Linked DNA regions of Dromaius novaehollandiae: region 2 is linked to region 1. Evidence: chromatin contacts called from public Hi-C data. All regions are on one chromosome and are shown on one strand. The core of a region is the stretch at or near the end of the contact, and the rest is flanking DNA. Distances in the headings are between cores, read along the strand shown. Region 1 has its middle 23 kb from the start of ELF5. Region 2 overlaps ABTB2 (ankyrin repeat and BTB domain containing 2).

Region 1 (3,000 bases), core at 229-2,728:
TCTTAATACTTATTCCACACTACACTAGTCCTCATTAAATACAAAGTAAAATCCTATCAGGGACATTATTCCCTTTCTTTTGATTTAATTTTAGGAAGCGAGGCTATAACCTAATTACAGCCTTTGTGAATATGCATGGTCACCGCCTAGAATACTAAACTGTTAAAATCAAGTCTTTTCAAGCAAGATTTAGTTTGGACCGAATATTGAAGTTAGAGTGACAATCTCACACTGCCAAGTACTAATTTCCAAGTACTAATTTCTTCTTATCTAAAGAAAACATTATAATTACTAAAGGGAAAAGTCTCAGAATAAGACAGGTTTTTTACCCAGTAAAATCCTGTGAAAGAGGGAAAATACCCCCTCTAGGGGCACCCTTAGGCAGCCTCTACAGCACTTTTTATCCTAAAGAGCTTGAATACAAGTCTGGCAAATAGGACAGAAGTTTTCACCTGAAATGGTAAAGCACCAGAATAGACAGGAATTTCATTTCTCAGCTCCAAATAGTGCCTTGGCCATTCTTCCATCCCAAGCCCTCTATGCTATATGCCAGATCCAATAAAGGAGAGGGGTGGCCAGCATCATAGCAGCCCAGCTGACCAGATAACGGAACCACAGGTAGTTTCAATTCTTGGTTTTCTTTAAGACTTTGAGGTCCATACCTTGGTCTTCAGCAAATTGAATGGACTTTTGCACAAGTATTTGCAATGAGGAAAGAAGATGAAAACCTGCCCATACAACTATTTCTCCACAGGATAAGTTTTCTTACACTGAACTCCACACTGCTGCCATTGAATATTTCCAAGACTAAACGCACTCAGCTCCCCTTGCCACCAGCACTGTACCCATAACCTGTGGCAGCTTTTGAAAGGTCAGTAGTAATCACGGCTTCCATGCTCTTCACCCATGTGGCTCTTTGTCAGAAGATGCTTATAGCATGAAGTCCAACCTTTCCATGTATTCTCTCACCCATGGGAAAGTGGCAACACAAAAGAGCGGTGAGAGGCTTACCAGTACAGAACAGCATCCACATCATGCCTTCAAACACGCAGCTTCTACAGATTTCAGAGGCCTCCATGCACTTCAACACATTTCCAGATGTGTGAAGAGGCTATTTCCATCCACATTTGTAAAAAATGAGAAAGTGGTTTACTTCTGTAACATTCTGCAACCCATAACGTACAGCTCCCAGGCTACATCTACGAGCAAGGTGTGGTGTGATAACCAGCATGACATCAGAAATGAAGAAGCCTTCTTTCCACAAAACTGAAACTAGGTAGAATAACTATATTTTGGGTTATTTTTCATTGTGCTGATCATTCCTTGCATTGAAAGGATACAGGCATCCATTTTATTCTCAATTTATACTGGTATTCTAGTGAGATCATTTTTTCACAAAAGCACAGTTCCTCTTTTCATAACCTAAACAGCTATTCAAAAATTAGCTGATGATCTGCAATACTGGAATACTCCAGCAGAGGCTACACTTGAGCTAAAGTAGACATGTGCCACGCACAGCTTGGGTCTCTACCAAAAACCCAAAACCTTGAAGGATCATAGAATTTCCACACATGCTCCTACTATAGAGCTTGAAATTAATTCTTTTTTCAGTTTGCAAGATTTTTACACACTGTGACTAAAATGTAATGAAAGGAGAGGAGATTAAAGTAATCTATGTTAAAAGGTAGGGAAACCTTTTCACGTGTCATTTCTGAAAACAGCTTTTTCTTATAAATAAGGCCTCACAAGTTGTTTAGCATTCTTTGCTTTTACTCCAGCAAAGTTCCTCTAAACAGCTCATGACAGTTCAATCTTTAAACATCTAGGAGAAAGCTTGTAACATTACTTGCATGTTTTTCAGCAGTTAAACTGTTTCCACCCATAGCACACGACTTGAAAGTTTTTATAAATGGGAAGGGTTTAGACAAACTCACAGACTAAATGAGATGGTGCTGGCAAAAAGAACCCTCCAGGGTCTATAGTCAATCAAAATGTAGCTGAAAATGCTTTTTATCATCAATGATAATATACCAAATTAATTCAGAAATTTTACACATTTTTACAAGAGGAGTAATTTTATATACATCTATTTTCAAGAACTCTTACTGTTTTAAAATTTAGGAGTCCAGTGCAGTCCATATAGTAGGGATATGTAGCATATAATGTTCTTACTGAGTAAGATTTTTGCAAGGGAAAGCACAAAGAAAGAAGTTAAAATGCTGGGAAGAACAGGAGGTTGCACTCTAAACATGGCAAAAAGCAATCAGAAGCTCACAGTCAAACTGTGTATTACAGGGAAGCGCACTGAAATAGAACAGGTGTTACCTGTGGTATTCTTGGGATGTCATGAAACAGTGATGTTACAGAAGCTGGTGGAAACAAATTATAATTGGGCAAGTTTATTTTGCCTGATTCAGCTGCCCTTGGATATTGCAGGCATGCATATTAATAAAAAAAACACACTATCACCTTTGGAGCCCGTACAAGGAAGGTTGAGAACACAAAGGATAGAAACTCCATAATAAAAACAATCAAACAGCATCCTCAGTTTTTGCAAGTGCAGTTTTTCATGCTTTAACCTTATGTTACTATAAGCAAGATCTTTGGCCTGAGGGATTGATAACACCAGTGGAGAAGAACATGGGAAAGTTGTTCCAGCCATGATAGTCCTCAGAATATACACATGGAATAGGTCTTTAAGACCCCACCTTAACTGATAAAATTTGATTTTACTTTAAATTACAGGTATCAGTGGTGAATGCACATTCAGAAGGTTACTTCAAAAGGCCCTTGCTCTCACAGATGATCTCTCATGGATGCTATTAATCAGATGTTTTCAGTTCTTGCCTGAACCAGACACTACATTGCTGACTGTAGCACAGCAGGAGTTTGCTGTCATAGGCAATACCTTTAAAGACATCTACCAACATTTTAGATGTTATATTATCCAGACTAGGAGGGACAGAATTATTCTTCTCTGTAATAGTGTGTCAGATTAAG
Region 2 (3,000 bases), core at 212-2,711, 190 kb after region 1:
TCCACTTTTTCTTTACTCTTTTCATCTTCTCACTTTGGAAGCTAAAAGGGCCAGGGGCTTAATACCAGAGATAATTTACAAGTAGAAATTGGCTGCATTTTACGAGTATTCTGATCTGTGTCAAAGCTTTTCAGCTGGGACCAACCTTGGAACAAAAAACTCCAGCCTATATTTTTATTTTCTTACTAGGCAATTGACTCTTCCGTAAAGCAGGACAAATAAGTCTTTTACTGAATGTAGTTTTGTACTTATAAAAGGTTCACAGGCACAACTTTCATGCTGTGTTAAGCAAAAAAGTAAGCCTAGTTAGAGCAGCAGGACTGCCAAGCTTCATATTAATTCAAATCAGATTATCAGAAATTGATGGTGTCCCTTTCAAGAAGGGCTTGAAATTAAGAATTTCACTTTGCTTTTATGACATTTCTGTATCTAATGGACCTAAGGGAGCTTCATTCATGATGGAGAGAAAGTAGGGTACTCAACACACAACCAAAGAAAAAAACAAGTCAGTGAAATGTGAGAGTTAAAAGTTGTTCCAGCTTTCTAGCTCTGCATTTCAAATCAGAAAGGGAAATCTGGAAGTGCAGAAAAGCTGAAAGATTGTGTAACTGTTTCACTGCAGGGTTGAGGATTTTCCTCTTTTTTCCTCTTTCTATGATGTATATATACACCAAGCTGTTTGTCAGCAGTAGTGCCTTCTCTCCTGGAGGGAATGAAGTTGGCTATGAGTATCTTTGCTGTATTGGAAAGGGGCTGTGATAGTTTGGTGCTGTACAGATGGCATCCAAACTCTGCAGCTCAGACCATGACCATAAAAAAATAAAAAATAAAAGGGGGGGGGGTGCAACTGAAAATATTTAAACAAGCCTCCTTAAAATTTTTTTACATCAAAAGGTTTCTGAAGATAGGCTTTTTTTTTCCACTGGAGACAGCACTGAATTGAAAACAATGAAAAGAGTGAAATCTTTCATAGAGACAATTTGATGTTAAATAAGAGGAGGTGACTTAAGGAGATTGTGGTGTTCTACAGTAATCTCAGTTATGCTGCACTGAACTGGACCGCTAGAGATCTTTATTCTGCTTGGGGAAAGTAGCTTTGCTTCTTTATGCTTTCATTATACAAATAAGAAATTTTTTAAATAGAAGCTTAGTTTTGTTACCACTGCTGTCAGGAGTGGTAAGCACAGCACGCAGTCTCCACATGTGTTTGTGCAGTACCCAGGACGCTGGGGTGACCTGTCTTCCCAACACCAAATTTAGCCATTCCCTAGATATGACAGTAGTGGTTTTGCTGGGGGTGGGGTTGTGCACATGTGGATCAAAGAGCCAAAGATGACGCTTGCTGTCCCTGCAAACAGTTATGCCTTTTCCTCTGGCCCCGACAGGGGCTGGGAGGGGTGGGGGGCCTGGAAGCTGATTAGAAGCACGGCAGGGAGGCGGGCGGCTGGGAGGTCCCTGCGACACACATGCACATGGCACGGCAGCTTCAGCGCTCCCCCTAGCCGCAGCTCTGCGTGTGACCAGCCTGCAGGGCTTTACAAATCAGCATGCAAGAAATATCTTTCCAAGGACATTCCTCTTGCTCAGAGACACACTGTCACCCTGAACCTAAAATCCTCAACGGGGCCCTTTTCAAAACCCAAGGAAGAAGTAGTTTTAGAAAGTAGCACATTTGCAACACTAGAAAAATGCCAAAAGCAGTAGCAAGAGCCAGCACACCACGTGATTCCCGTCTGCCCAGGAGGGGGAGCACAGCCATTCACAGTCCCGTGTGACTTGGGTGATAACAGCTTCATGCCTGGCCTTCTTCCCATTTCAGATGCTGATGCAGTATTTATATTATGGAGGAACAGAATCTATGGAAATTCCCACCACTGATATCTTAGAGGTGAGAGTGTTTTCTTCTAAGTCTATGTGCACTGGGGTATAAACAGGGCTTGAAAGGCAAAATCCAGCAGCTGCCAACAAGCTTTCAATCTAGGATACTTAAGGCTTTGAAATGAGTTCAAAGTTTTGAAACAAAAGTGCCTGGAAATAAGAACAGCTACCAATTATTTTATAGTATGGCAATGAGATGCTGGATAAAAATACATCACTATAGTGCTATTGGTACCCAGAGTTGCCTTAAACTATCCATTGAACTTTACCTCCATAAATCAGTTCTTTTTAAAGAGATGCTAGATAAGTGAGTATGCTGTTAGTCTCCAAAGTTGTTCTTGCTTACAAGTAGATAAATTAAAAGTTCCAGAAGAGGAAGGCGAGAACTGTACTGCAGCCTTGTATTTACTCCCCAACAAGCAACTGTTAAACCTAAAAAGCATCAGCTTTGCTAAGTAATTCCTTCATTGATCAGGTGGCTGTGCACCTCACAGAGATGGATGGAAGCCTTCTTTGCGAGTCCTCTCTCTGCTGGGGGAAGGAAGCAGCTGAGCCTGCAGCTCTGGCGCCCCGAGCAGGCCATCCACCAAGGGGCGGGGGGGGTCACAGGGAGGCTACCGCTTTTAAGCTGAACTTCTGCGGAGCCACATATGGTACCAAGATTGGGCTAAAAGCACGGCTGTAGTACACAGGTCCTCTTTCAGTGATGCCATTTAGTCACAGAGTGGTGAGATTAAAGCTGCAGCTAAAGATTACACTTTTTTTTTTTTTTTTTTTGGGAGGGGGCTTTGAACAGGCGAAGGCTTGCAGGTCGTGGTAGCAAAAGGTAGCACAAATGCATTTCCTGCAGGAGAAGCAAGCCTTTCCTAACAAAGGGGGAAATTCTCTCTGTTGCTTTATCTAGGTATCCAGTAGCCTTTCTGCACCTTCCTGAGGGCTTAGACAGTGAAAATGGGAGTCAGAGATCCTTCAGGGAAGGAAGCGTTAGTTCTGTTTGCCTTCTTCCCTAACCCTTTTACAGCTCATGATCTCAAATGGCTTCTCTCTTGTCCTAATAGCTGCTGTCGGCTGCCAGCCTGTTCCAACTGGATGGCCTCCAGAGACACTGTGAAATCCTCTGTG

What was found. A called contact is a pair of places that touch in the nucleus more often than the background predicts.
Region 2: a contact with region 1 is called in a Hi-C map of brain, with 2.6 times the contacts expected there. The contact joins two enhancer-like sites. A contact is called at or near these places in 2 of 4 Hi-C or Micro-C datasets (brain and liver).

What each region holds. Positions count from the first base shown.
Region 1 is chr5:51,270,918-51,273,917 of bDroNov1.hap1, forward strand. No RefSeq gene overlaps it. Among named protein-coding and RNA genes, the nearest start is that of ELF5, 23 kb to the left of the region's middle. Within about 2 kb of position 1,479, at least 1 of the 2 cell types and tissues checked has open chromatin away from gene starts, as enhancers often do.
Region 2 is chr5:51,464,065-51,467,064 of bDroNov1.hap1, forward strand. It overlaps ABTB2 (ankyrin repeat and BTB domain containing 2), which reads left to right. Exons shown (of 17, transcript XM_026099973.2): 15 at 1,820-1,888; 16 at 2,937-3,000. Among named protein-coding and RNA genes, the nearest start is that of NAT10, 38 kb to the right of the region's middle. Within about 2 kb of position 1,462, at least 2 of the 2 cell types and tissues checked have open chromatin away from gene starts, as enhancers often do.